Regions from separate parts of the Mus musculus genome. Here region 2 is linked to region 1. The links are chromatin contacts, called in public promoter capture Hi-C maps. All regions are on one chromosome and are shown on one strand. Each heading gives the region's core, a stretch centred on a gene start, on an enhancer-like site or on the middle of the called end of the contact. The rest is flanking DNA. Distances are from core to core; before and after follow the strand shown. Region 1 holds the start of Vegfc (vascular endothelial growth factor C). Region 2 holds the start of Fbxo8 (F-box protein 8).

Evidence for each region. Promoter capture Hi-C pulls out the DNA fragments that hold promoters and counts their contacts.
Region 2: a contact with region 1 is called in a promoter capture Hi-C map of embryonic stem cells, with 5 times the contacts expected there. The contact joins the promoter of Fbxo8 here to the promoter of Vegfc in region 1. A contact is called at or near these places in 4 of 39 promoter capture datasets (embryonic stem cells, hippocampal neurons, liver and 1 more) and 1 of 115 datasets of contacts at active chromatin or transcription factors (astrocytes).

Annotation. Positions count from the first base shown.
Region 1 is chr8:54,073,570-54,080,395 of GRCm38.p6, forward strand. It overlaps Vegfc (vascular endothelial growth factor C), which reads left to right and starts at 3,963. Exons shown (of 7, transcript NM_009506.2): 1 at 3,963-4,356. The coding sequence starts at 4,210. It overlaps Gm33153, which reads right to left. Exons shown (of 1, transcript XM_006509526.4): 1 at 2,501-6,826. The coding sequence starts at 4,204. The coding sequence ends at 3,365.
Region 2 is chr8:56,548,470-56,555,295 of GRCm38.p6, forward strand. It overlaps Fbxo8 (F-box protein 8), which reads left to right and starts at 2,685. Exons shown (of 6, transcript NM_015791.4): 1 at 2,685-2,907. It overlaps Cep44 (centrosomal protein 44), which reads right to left and starts at 2,097. Exons shown (of 11, transcript NM_001009951.1): 1 at 2,076-2,097.

The DNA.
Region 1 (6,826 bases), core at 2,713-5,212:
AGGGAACACAGGGTCCCCAATGAAGGAGCTAGAGAAAGTACTCAAGGAATTGAAGGGGTCTGCAGCCCTATAGGAGGAACAAGAATATAAACTAACCAGTACCCCCAGAGCTTGTGTCTCTAGCTGCATATGTATCAGATGATGGCCTAGTTGTCCATCAATGGGAGGAGAGGCCCTTGGTCTTGTGAAGATTCTAGGCCCGGGTATAGGGAAAGCCAGGGGCAGGAAAGCCAGGGGCAGTGGGTGGGTTGGGGAGCAGGGAGAGGGAGGATGGTATAGGGGATTTTCAGAGAGGAAACTAGGAAAGGGGATAACATCTAGCTGCATATGTATCAAAAGATGGCCTAGTCGGCCATCACTGGAAAGAGAGGCCCATTGGACTTGCAAACTTTATATGCCCCAGTACAGGGGAACGCCAGGGCCAAAAGTGGGAGTGGGTGGGGAGGGAAGTGGAGGGGAGGGGTATGGGGGACTTTTGGGATAGCATTGTAAATGTAAATGAGGAAAATTCCTAATTAAAATATTATAAAAAAAAGAAAAAAGAAAAAAAAAGATACCAGTTGTTCCAAGATTCCCCAAACAGTTAAATCTTACAGGCCAGTTCACTCAGTGATGGGAACAAATGTTGGTCCCACATGAGAATCATTACTCCACTGATGGAATCAAGGTCATCTCCAACCTTAAGTGTCTGAACAGGGCCCAGTGCAAACTAAAGTGACTTTGCAAGCAATAATGATTTCTGCTTTGCCAACAGAACCTCTAAGTAGAAACAACCTAAATAATAAAATGCACGAACAAGCTTGATTGAGATTGCTTGACTATAGTTCTTGTACCAGGCCTTTCTTCTCCTGTATAAGGGTGAAACTCTTGTTAGTCAGTAGTACAAGGTCTACTATCTTCCCAGTGTGGTCACACTGGAAATTTCCTTTCTTGCATCATTACCACTTGTGACAGGTGTTGGAATTTGGCCTAGAGGAGACTCAGGAACTCTGATAAGAAGCAGACATAGACATATAGTAATTTTTGATTAAACGCTATCGTCAAAAAGTTTAAAAACCCAATAGCTACAAGAAACTGGAGATACTATGCAAATGTTATCCAGTTCTCCCATCCTAGTTTGTACTAACAGAGTAATAGTTTCTATAAAACAAAACAAACAGTTACATGACACCCTCTTTCCCTTAGAAGTGCTTTAAAAATAACAGTAGTAATCGATCTTAAAAGATCTTGCAGGAAGTCATTGATAGAAAAAAAATTAAAACAAAAAACAGTTTTAAAAAAGATATTTTTAAACTTCAAAATCTGTAATAGTTATTTAATTTTTTAGGTGTTAAGCAGGGGGAAAATCCCTAGCAACTTTTAAAAAAAGTATGTTGTTAAATAATGTTTATTAATAACTATTATACATAATAATAGTGATATCTTCTTTTAAACCCTAGGCTTCATTCATGGTAAGTAAGCATTCTAACATTGGGCTATATGGTCAGCCCTACTGTATTGGTTTTAAAGACAACTGATGTTTCTTTTATTTAAACAGGTCTTGCTATGACTTTATTTACAGAAAACAGTAATTAGCAACAGGAAGATAAATATATGTAAGTGGAGTGCATGTGCTAACCATCTTAAAAAAAGTTTGCCACTAATTCATTTTGATACATGTTAATTTTGCTGATTTTTATGGTATTCATACCATGCTAAATCCTGAGATTGATGGAAAAGTGTGACAGTTCTCAGTGTAGGCTGTCTATCTGAGGCATTCTGACATCCAAGCCTTTTCCCAGAATTCCCTAAATCCTGGTGGCATGCCTAACCATCTGGTTTTACAACCGCCCTTTGTGACTCCAAGTGCAATAAAAGTTAAGAACCACTGTACTGAGACAAGATTCCAAGGACACTCCATTTCTACTTGAGTCAAAATCCAGCCAGTTCAACAGGAACACAGAAAGAAGGGAACATACAGAAAATGTCAAGTTCCCAAATTGCCTTAGCAACTTGTGAGGGGCCGTCTGTGGCAAGGTAAGACTTCCTCATGATAAACCATGAGACACAAGTTAGAGCCCAGAAGACAACTCCTGCCACAAATGCAGAGTAGTGCAGACATAACTAAATATTAGTACACACGCAGATTTCTTGAGAAATCTGGTCAACTTTAAGAGTTCTTTGCATCAACAGCATGACTTGGCTGCCAGAAAATAAACTTGGTCCAATGCTATGTCAACAAATGCTTGCTTTCTAGACAAGGAAGACCCCTCCTTTTCTGCATGCTTCGTTGGGGTATTTTAAGTATGGAGCCATGTTCTGAACGGCGTACTTTATGAAGATAAACTTAGCATGATGGATGAGGATAATTGGAACTGTCGGGTTAAACTAAAAAGGAATCTTTCACTGGTAGGAAAAGTAGCCCTGGGAGAACGTGACAGATATTTCCAAATATCTGAGGGGCTAACATGTGGAATTTACATTAGACGAAGTACGCAAAATACCAAAGTCAAAAGCAATGGGTAGTTGGAAGATTCAATGATGTCAGTCTTCAATAAAGGGAAGCACAGTCAGGGCAAGGGGCATTCACTGTTTGTAGAGGTATTTAAGCACTCACGGAAATGTTGGGCAAGGAGACCTCCAGATCATATTATTTGAATTACAAGGAAACGTCTTTCCTCCAACGACAATTTTGTGGCTTTTTAACATTAGTGCACTTAGTATAGTTTTTGAATAGGCAAGACCTTTCATGTCTCTATGCTGTTGATGCAGCTTAAGTGGAACTTCTGCCATCTGCCCACCTGCCCAGGAAAGCAGATGCCATCACCAGGAAGACAGCAGAGTTCCTAGGTGCTTTTCCAGAGAATAAATGCATCACTGCTGTTTGCTCTTTCAGCATATAAATTGTCCCATTTCATTCTCTTTCTCTTGCAAATGGAAGGTGTGTCTTGCAGATACAGTTTGGGTGTGTCTCTATCAATGTTCTTTAAGATTCTGGACCATCTGTCCTTCAGATGGAACTTTAGGTCTTCCGGAAGATCACTAAGATCTTAGCATGAATGACTTGCCCTGTATTCTGAGATGTCCCTCTTTGCATTCTTGCTTCAAGTAAACCAGAAAACAGTGGAGGTGGTGGTGCTGGGAAGGGCACTATGGCCCCATAGGTCTCTGCTATAATGTTGATCTTTTTCTCTGAAGTGTTTTAGAAGTCTCAGGCTGGTCCCAAACTTCTCAGGATAAAGAATGTCTGGAGAAGGATTTTACCACAAGGGGTTGCCAGGGCCAAAGCGTGCGTCTCCTACCCACTGTACCTGCTCCCCCCTCCCCATCTTTCTAGCAGCTGAGCTCAGTCATGTGGCCCCTAAAACTGGTCCTGCAGAGAGAGTCAAGCCCCCAGACCTGACTTGAGCCCCTGCCTCCCCACCCCGACACCCCAGCAGAGCCCAGAGAGAAGGGCAGAGAAAGGGAAAGCGAGGAGAGTGGATGGAGGTGGGGCTGGAGGAAAGCGTGGGGCTGGAGGGAGCAAGCTTCCTAGGGAAAGAGAGGGGAGGGCTGACTGGGCTCGGCACGCTCCCTCCCTCTTGCCGCTTTCTCTCACATAAGCGCAGGCAGAGGGCGCATCAGTCATGCCCTGCCCCTGCGCCCGCTGCCGCCGCCGCCACCGCCACCGCTCGGCCCCGCGCGCGCAGGAGGCTCGAGCGCCCGGGAGCTCGCGGGCCTCGCCGCCGCCGGGCGCCCCGCCGCCCTCCTCCCGCCCCCCGGCTCCGCCGCCACCACCGCCTTCTCCCGCGGCTCCCGCGGCCCGGCTCCTTTCACTTCGGGCGAGGGGAGGGAGGAGGGGGGACGAGGGACCCGAGGGCTCTTCGGGACGAGTGGAACATCGCGGGGTGACTGGGCTTAACCACCCCACCCCCTCTTCTTTGCAAAACACCAAAAACAAAACCGCGATCGGCGGAGCCGGCGCCCTCGCTTCACCTCGCGGGCCGCCACCGAGGGCAGTTCGGATGTCCGGTTTCCTGTGAGGCTCGTACCTGACACCCGGGAGCCTCTCCCCCGTGAGGGCTGCCAGAGCCGAGGGCAAAAGTTGCGAGCCGCCGAGTCCCGGGAGACGCTCGCCCAGGGGGGTCCCCGGGAGGAAACCACGGGACAGGGACCAGGAGAGGACCTCAGCCTCACGCCCCAGCCTGCGCCAGCCAACGGACCGGCCTCCCTGCTCCCGGTCCATCCACCATGCACTTGCTGTGCTTCTTGTCTCTGGCGTGTTCCCTGCTCGCCGCTGCGCTGATCCCCAGTCCGCGCGAGGCGCCCGCCACCGTCGCCGCCTTCGAGTCGGGACTGGGCTTCTCGGAAGCGGAGCCCGACGGGGGCGAGGTCAAGGTAGGTGCAAGGGACCCCGTCGGGTCGGGCTGAGGATCCGAGGCTCCCAAGTCCTGGACTGTGTGTGGGCTTGGCTTTACTGGGTGTACAGAGAACCTGCCGTGGAGTGTGTGTGCATAATTATTTATTTAACCTTTGGATCCAAAGTTAGAGATTGGTGCACGCTTGCTTGGAGCAAAGTTTCTCTTCTTTTTTTCTCTCCCCCAGTGGAAAGCTGTTACTAGAAAGGAAAGCAACTTAGAGGAGGGAAGGGCCCAAGAGGTGTTCAGTCACACAGATTCCTTCTCCTTCATAGTGGTCTCCTGCCAACAGAGGAGTTTGCACCCTGCCCCAGTGGCATGGCTCCAGAGAGAATTTCATTGCTGTAGGAAATGCTCTTTTCTTTTCCTGGCTGGTTTTGGACTCCAAAGAGCTTCTGGGGTGTGTGACCAGACAACGGAGTTTTATGCTCCTGGAGTTTGCATAGCAGGGGCCCCAGGCTCTGTGAGCTAGTTTGGAAAAAGTGTGAGTAAATTTAGAAACTGGGCTTAAAGGTTTTGGATTTCAGAATTAACTTGAACTTGGTCAAATCCAAGATGTAACAGAAATTGGAATCTTCTAAACTTTATCAATTCTTTTCCTAAACAGTGGCTATAAGATTAAAAAAAAATCAAAGTATCAATTAGTTTGTTTTATTTTGTTTTAAAGAGAAATAGCATCTTTCCTGAACACGTTAAGGGACTTTTGAAGACATTCCGATTGTCTGACTCAGTTATCTTATCTTGTGTACTTCTCACTTGAACCTTCTAAAGAATATGTTTATAACATCTTCAAGTTTATACTTGGCGTAATAGTTGGGATCTTGAACTCCTGCAAAAGTTTTGTGTTTAAGGCACTGCGAAGCCCCCTGGCTGGAAGCAGACTGAAGTGGTTTATAGTAGCTGACTGCAAGTGGGGGGAAAAAAATAGAAGGGGGTGTGTTACTCTCAACTTTCAGTTGACTTTATTGGTGAACATACACAGAATGTGCAGAGGTCAAACCACCTTCCCTGGAAAGGTTTGTCTGAGAAAAACTTTAATACGGACAAGACTAGGTTATAAGATATCAAGTTACCATTGTGTCTACATTTGGTAAAAATACAAATACCAGATTTTTCAGTCCATTATGAGAACTGCAATGTTCAGCACACGCTTATCACTATACGTACAATGACGAGAATATCCTCGTCTCTAAGTGCCACAGAAATAAAGCTCGGGACAGAATCATACTTCCTGTAATTCGAGCCTTTGAAGTTTGCCAGACCTATTCACTTTCTGCCTCTGCAAATTCAAACTGATATACTTGTGACTTAGTCAGACAACATCACCATCGCCTATGATAGCTAGGCTTTGATTTACAGTACGAAAGCGTGACGCCTTGAGTTAAATGAGAAGCCTTTTCAGATAAGCCAATAGTTTATTCAAGGAGTCTGTCACGTCTGGGTCAATCCCAAATGACTGTATCAGAGCATGGATGTTTGTATGAGCTCAGTTGTGTGTTCCAAGAGGTCACCTTCAAAGGATCTTCTCATTGGTAGTCATTAAACATCTTATTTTCTCTGAAAATTTTGTTTGCAAAAGTTTCTTTTCTTATTTAATCATTTTTTAAAATATTGTATGTTGAATAAGAACTGATATTTGGTATGTAATATGACTTTTTTTAACTTATCAGAGGAAACATTATTTTGTATGTTTGAATTTCATGAGCAGTATACTTCTGCTTACTGAGCCTTTCCCTAGTGGGCAAGCAGAACTTTTGACAGCTTGTTTTACTGATGCCTTCAGGGAAACTGTATCCTTGCTGTGGAACTTGCACCCAGTGACCCAAACACTGCTGTGAAGACTCCATGTCTCTCCCTAGTGGCCTTTCAAGGCACCTCAATTAGCAAATATTGGAGAACTGGAGGGAAACCAGTTAGTTTCCCAGGAACAACTTAAATCCTAAGAAAGTATTTCACAAAATTCACACAGGATGTCAATTATACATAGAATTAGCTCTCACAAAATTTTGTTAAATAATAAAACCCATGTAGCAATTTAAAATTCACAATATAGGAAAGCCAATATGGTATAAAGCTCAGCATCCAATCTTCTTTGTGGTAGCCATGGCCACCCAGATAATTGGAACTGAATTTACTAAGTTCCCCTTTCTATTCTTTTCTTCATGACTGTATGATTTAATGAAAAGTCCTAAAATACTTTCTGAAGGATGTTAAAGTAAACAGCTCAGGGTCGAAAACTAAGGCAATGGTATCATGTGGCCATAAGAAGAGACATTCAAAACTTGTTATCAAACTAATGACAACTGATGATCTCGGAAAGAACACCTGATTGCCATATCTAATAATTTTTAGTCTCAGTTTGGGTAAAGCAGACTCTGCTTATTCGGAGATGAAGAACTAAATTTTACAAAAGACATTGACTTACGACAAAGAATAAATCGGAAGGAAGA
Region 2 (6,826 bases), core at 1,435-3,934, 2.5 Mb after region 1:
ACTGAGAAAGAAAGAAAGAAAGAAAGAAAGAAAGAAAGAAAGAAAGAAAGAGAAAAAGAAAAAAAGAACAATTCAAGAATTAGATGAACTATACTTAGGGGTTTTTGTTCATGGGCTGTATTTCAGCAACGATTGACATATAATCACCCCTGCCCAGACACCTCTGCGTCTGTATAGGTCAGGAGAAGTATATAAAGCTGGCAATGTGCAGAATTCTAAGCCTGGGCCACCATCACTTCTGTGGCCATTTCTCTAGACTTGGGCACCTATTCCATGTCCGTGGCATAGCACCCCATTCGCAGTCTGCTCCTGCGGAGCGAGCTGCTGAATGTACTTTAAGTATCCTTGCACTGATGCTATGGTCAGCATGTTTGAAACACCAAATTACCTACTAAATAGTAAGATATTTAGACAATGAGGATTTTAGGGGGGGGACGGGGAAAGAAATCCTAAAATTAAATTATACAACATACTGGTCAAAACAGTAAGGCTTATTTCCCATCTTTCCAGATGCCGGGGCTAGAAAGACATACAGATATGTTAAGACAGACTTCCCAGACCAACCTTTATTGCCTAAGAAAGGTGACAGGGGAACTACTCTAGCCTCTGCTGTAACTACAAACACTGTGCCTGGGATTTAAGATTGCAGGTCTGATCTTGTTTTAGTTTCCAGACCCATCTGACAACACAATTGTTAGTTTTGTACATATCCTATCTTCCCAGGACATGCAATTTTATCCAATACTCGGTGCTACCTTTTCTTTTGCTGGTATCATAGAAGGCATTTATCTTTACATTATTTCTACTTCTGGTAATGAAATTTCGGACACTAAAGTATGCCCCAGGAACACATCCTCTTCATTACCAGCACAATAAACATTTTAAAGAAGAGTAAGATTCAAGTACAGCTTGTATCTGTAGGTGGAGGGAAAAGATATGACAGAAGAGAAAAACATAAAGGTATTTTTAAAAAAACAAGATCATAGAAGTATGTTTTCAAGAAAGGCTTTCCTAGTGTTTTTTAATTAGTAAATACTAAAATTATTACTATGAATTGAAGCTAATCAAGTACTGAAACATACTTTACACTTGACCATAATTAATCTGAGATAAAATTAAACTGTTACTTAAAAATTAGCATTTTCACTTTATATTACTTATCACAGGATATTAAATGAAGACCATATACAGATTCAATCATTAAGGTCTCACTGGTCTACCTAGCTTTCTGAAGAGTTAGGAACAAATCAAATCCACCAACCGAATTGCTGGAAGACATTGTGAGCACCGCACAAGATGGCTTTGGTGGGGAACGGAACCGATCTCAGGATCTTGGCATACCCAATGGCTCTACCACTGAGCTAGTCCCCCAGCTTTGCAGTTTAAGATACTTTGTTTCAAACCCAGCTCAATTTCGTAGCTGCTACAGGTCTTTAAAAACATGTCACAGGACTCCAAAATCATTTTGCCCAGGATAAAGTAACTAGCCTTTAATAATCACAGTGGATAGCTAGGATTTTGAAATTCCGCTTGACATATCTAAAAGACAAACTTTAAGATAAAGGGATACAAATCTGTAGAAACTAAACTTACAAAATCTCTCCGTAATAGATACTAGGAAAATGCTGTTGTAAGATCCGATGAGGGAACCGCTGTGTTCACGCATAAAACATTGTTAAAATGCTTGCAAATAATTCTGTAAAACAGTCTAGTGTAGCAGTAAGTCTAGAATACATATGTTAAAATTAGTTTTCTTTTCATACAGAGCAATCATAGGCCTCAAAGTAGATGGAGAATTCTTTTTTTTTTTTTTTTTTGGGGGGGGGGAGACACCATGAAGATGAAAACAAAGAGAACACGAAGGAAGGAGTACTTTTTCTATTCCGGACAGTCTTTTGAAGCTAGATGTATTTTTGACGGAAAGAAACTTAAAGGCATCTACAAAACAATTCAAAGAGGGCAGACTCCGATTCATTCTACTTGATGCCTTCCAAAACCATACCAGCTGGTACACAAGCAAGTCCCATCTCGAATTCCCTTTCTGCCTCTAAATTTAAAGGGATGAAAAGGTAGACCTGATCATTCGCCTACAACCCAGGAACCTCGGTGAGGACAGCAGAAGGGCCACCTTCGTCCAAGCCAGAGCACAGCAGGTCCACGAGCTCTGGCTCAGCCAGCAGCCCCTAAGCAAACTGAAAGGTTCCCAAGGCTACCGTACCAACACAGAAAGAAGAAGGGAGCACTAGAAACCCGAGAACGTGGCGGGAACCGGGTCTGCAGCCCCAGAGCCTTACGCCCGCGCCTCGGGTCGCCCCTCGTGCCGACGGTTTGTTTTTAGAACTCAGAGTTCGAGCCGAGAGTTCGAACAGCGGCTAAACATTCCGAGCCAGAGGCTGCCCCAAATGCTGGCATTCCTAGATGCAGATTCCACACTCCGTTCGCGCAGCTTCTTCAGGATACTCTACTGTCGTTAAAGTCTTATCAATTACATGTCTTTTATTGAATGTCACATTTCAAATTAGCATAATTTTGATGGCCAAAGCAGTTCAGAATGAGAAGCGGAAAAGTAAAGACTTTTTGGCGAATCTGAATGAGGAAAACGGAAATCTTTTTCCTTTAAGGAGCCGCTCCTCGACGTCACTTCCGGCAACAATAGGAAACGTCAAAACCTTGCAAGGTCCGCCACTCGGGCTTCTGCAGGCAGAGGTGCTGTGACTTCGCGGGAGTCTGGGGCGGCTTCTGGTTCCCTCGCAGCCATCGTGTTCTCCAGCGCGAACACGTGCGCTCTGGACAGGCCTCTCCATGGCTTGGGCACCAGTTCCCGGCTGAGCCATTTTCTTCTCGGCTGACAGCCCCCGCCCACAGGCCGAGTCGTCGCGGCGGCGGTGGAGATCCCAGGTCGCTCAGGTACTCGCGTCGGCACAGAGGCTTCCAATGCCTTGCTTCTTCCGCCCGCCCGGACGCTCTCACTTTTCTCCTCCGAAGTGAGGGGTAGGGATGCTTGCCACTTGATAGCCCTGGCCCAGCAAGCAACAGTTTAGGACCAATGGGTACTGTGAGACATTTTGAGTGACAGCAGCGGTGGCTTATTAAAATGGTGTATCAGAATCGAGAGGCGGGTGTGAGTCTCTTCTGTTTCTAGGCCATTGGTATAGAGGTCGATTTGGGACTCGCGGTAGCGACGTGGTGTCGTCCCTCTTGAAAGATGACAAACGGTGGAGGTTACTTTCTTCAGTTTCACGTATTGCTTTTGTGGTGGTTACAGCGTCGTTCGATGCCAAGGCACGCTTCATTTCTTACGGCGTCCCCTTAATACGAATTCAAACATATCCAGTTTAAGACCTCCGCTGATTGCTAGTTGCTACAGTCTCCAAACAGACTGTAAAATTGGTTCAACACTTTCCTTTTCGTTTTGTTTTTCTGTGGCTACGCTCCACTTTCCACATCGTATTACTCAGTACACATTGTCTAGACAAAAACCATAGAAGTTTGCAATTCTTACTCGATATATTTCTGGTTTATTTTTCGTTCTGTATTTACTAATTAATAATTGTGACTACTTAATTTATAAATGAGACATTTATTTGTAAAGACCCCCACCCCGCGCGCGCGCCATATTCTCTTCATTACCCTCAATACTGCAATTGAATACAAACTGTTGTTCATGTCAGTGTTTGCACTCCGTTTTTGTTTGTATTTTGAGACAAGGTCTCCTGTGTACTCCAGGCTGGCTCAGAATTCACTGTGTAGCCCCGACTGTCCCTAGCTAGCAATCCTTTTTCTTGGCCTTCCAAAGGCTTGGAAGTATGGTTTTGCAACAGGTCACTAAGTACTCTTCTCTTTGCTTTGGTTCTTTGGACTTTGGCACTTTCACTCCGACGAGAAGAGCTTCCGGCTACCTTTGTGAAAGGTTTTTGTTGTTGTTGTTGTTGTTTTTGTTTTTGTTTTGTTTTTACAATGTAGAGCAGGTCTCAGAATGAACAATAAATAAATTTATTATTTTCAGGTTAATTCAGAAACTTCTTGCTTATACAGTTTTTCTAAATTAACAATTACCTAAGTATCGTCATTAGTTTCATATTGCTGGTTTATGATTATCCCCAAATTTAATGCAGCTTAAAACAACAAACATGTACTATCTTGGTTTCTTTGAGTCAAGTATCAGGGCAACGTTCAACAGAGTAGTTCAGCTTGTTTCTTGAGGTCGTAGTTAGGCTGTGTTTGGGACTTGTGATACTATTGAGAGACTGCACTGAGATGGACTAAGGGTGCACTTCCAAGTGCATGCACATAGTTGCCAGCTGCCCTAGATTCTCCGCTAAGTGGGTTTTCTTCAGAAAACCCCCTTAGAGTATAGTATGGCTGTTGATTTCCCCTACAACAGACAAGCTGGGAGAAAGCATCCAACTGAGGGAAGATAACTATATTTTATAATCTAATCTTAGAAGTGATATCCTATCACTGCTATCATAGTGTGTTTGTTAAGAGTCTTTAACCCAACCCACATTAGAGAGGCAGAGGATAGATAACACAGGAGGCAAAATCGATGGAAGCCATTTTAGAGGCACCTGGAACAAATTCCGTGCCTGATAACTTTTAGCAGTTAAAAGTAATCACTACATAAGAATATCTTAGCCAAAGTATGTCCAAAAGAATTTAATTCTGACAAGGAAAAAAAAAAGCCTGATTTTGAAGTAACATGTGAATTATACTAGTATCAGCTCCTCCAGAAAAATAATTTAGAAATATTTTATATTAATTATCCTAAAGAATATTATTTAATATTGCCTGAAGGGTAGAGAATCTGAAAAGAGTGTTTGAGGTTATCTTTTACCCTTTTACATAGCTGAAATTGGGTCAAAATAAATGTATGGAAGATAGCTTTTGAGAAGGAAAGCAGTTAGGAAAAGGCTAGGGCTGGTTATAGATAAAATGCAGATCAGTGGAAAATTTCTGTTAAACCCATATGATCAAATAGGGGTGGGAAAAGTGTGCTTTGGAAATGTGCTTTGATTTTTTTAAAAAAGGATTTACATGGCAAGTGTGAGTGGTAGTGGGTTACAGAATAGGCTATACTCCATGTTGTTGTGTATATCAGTCCAAGGTGTACTCCTTAGAGACCTCTACTCAGCTGAAGCCAGAATATTTTACCTTGCTGCAAACCAGCAGCAGCAGCGAAACTTAGGATGAGACTTATAAAGCAAGGTTTATTAAAAATAAATTTAATACAGTTTTAGTAGGGACATTGATAAGGGAGAGAGAGGGAATTAATAAAACAAGGGTACACACCCCAAGTATGATCTTGGGCTTTTCAAGATAGAATTACATTAAAGTGTGTCAACAATAGCAATACATAAAATTTTGATGGCCTTGAAAGTTATAGTATTTAAAGGTTTTTAAAAAGTAAATAAACCTGTTTTAGATCTACTTGTTTTTATCTAGTCAGCATTCTGTTAGTCAATAAGATATGTTGGTTTATTGTATATTATATAAAGACCTAGGTTTAAAAAAGAACAATAACCTTTACTACCCATGCTTCACAAGAAAGTCAAGACTGTTTTGATTCTCATTGGTTCTTAGCAAGTACAGATTTGCAAGTCTCTTCCCTTTCTAAGCCCCTTGATTGTCCTGCACCACAAGCACCAGCTTCATTCTACACACTGGACTGCACGTCACCAGTACAGCTTTTGCCGACTAGCTTTAAAAGCTTAGTGGGAGCAAAAGATTCTCGCTTCATGTTTGTTATGGCACTATTTCGGCTATGCCTCAGTATAAAATTGTCCGTGCTTCTTCCCATGTTTGACAGGTACTGGAATCCTTATTTATTTGCAAAATGTTATCCAACTTTATTGGCACAAAACAGATATACAGTTCAAGTTTGAGCAATGAATTTAAGGTGCTTAGTTCTAGAATTATCCATTTACACGTTCTTCCAGAATAGAGTGCATATAGGATTGTTTAAACATTTAAATGAAGAAACCAGCTTTAAGAAGTAAACCACACTTAGCCTTTCTGCCCATACTTCTTAGTTATTTATAGATGTGGTGGGGGTGGAGAAACAAGTGAGAAGAACCTCGGATACTAAATAAACTCACCACTTTTACCATCTTTCCATGGTATTCAAGTTATGGTAATTTTCCTCTTTTGTTTTTACGCAATCATGGAATTGTCTTTCAAGTTTTCAATTGTGGTAAAGCAATGCACACAAAATAAAATTTATCAGTATATTCAGTTTAAAATGTACCGGTCAATGATATGCAATATATTTATAGTGGCTTGTGACTTATAGTGGCTAGTGACTATTTCCACTATCTACCTCCATAATTACTTACATTTATACAGCTAAAAGTGTATGTCCATCAACCACCCCTTCCTTATTCCCTTCACCAGGTCCTGACATCCTATCCTATGTCTACGATTTGTCTACACTAAATATTTCACATAAGCAGTATCATGTATATTGTCTTTATGTAGTGTTGAAATGTTAGCAATATTGAGTTTTCCGGTTCATGGGTAGGAATGTATTTCTATATTTCCCCTCTCACTTCCAGCAGCAGTGCTTGTACCTTTCACTGTACAAGTCCCACCTGACTGATTAAATTAATTCCTAAATATTGTATTCTTGCAGATGAAATTATCTTCTTAATTTCCTGTTCAGATTGTTCATTAGTATATAGAAATACAACCAATCTTTTCTGTTGACCTAGCCTACTGTCTTTTTCCTGAATTCATTTGTTAATTATACGGTGTTTTATTTTGTTTTTGACAGAAAAACACAGCTCTCACTTCAAAGAGGATAAAAGATAGTTATTCTGGAGCTAAACAT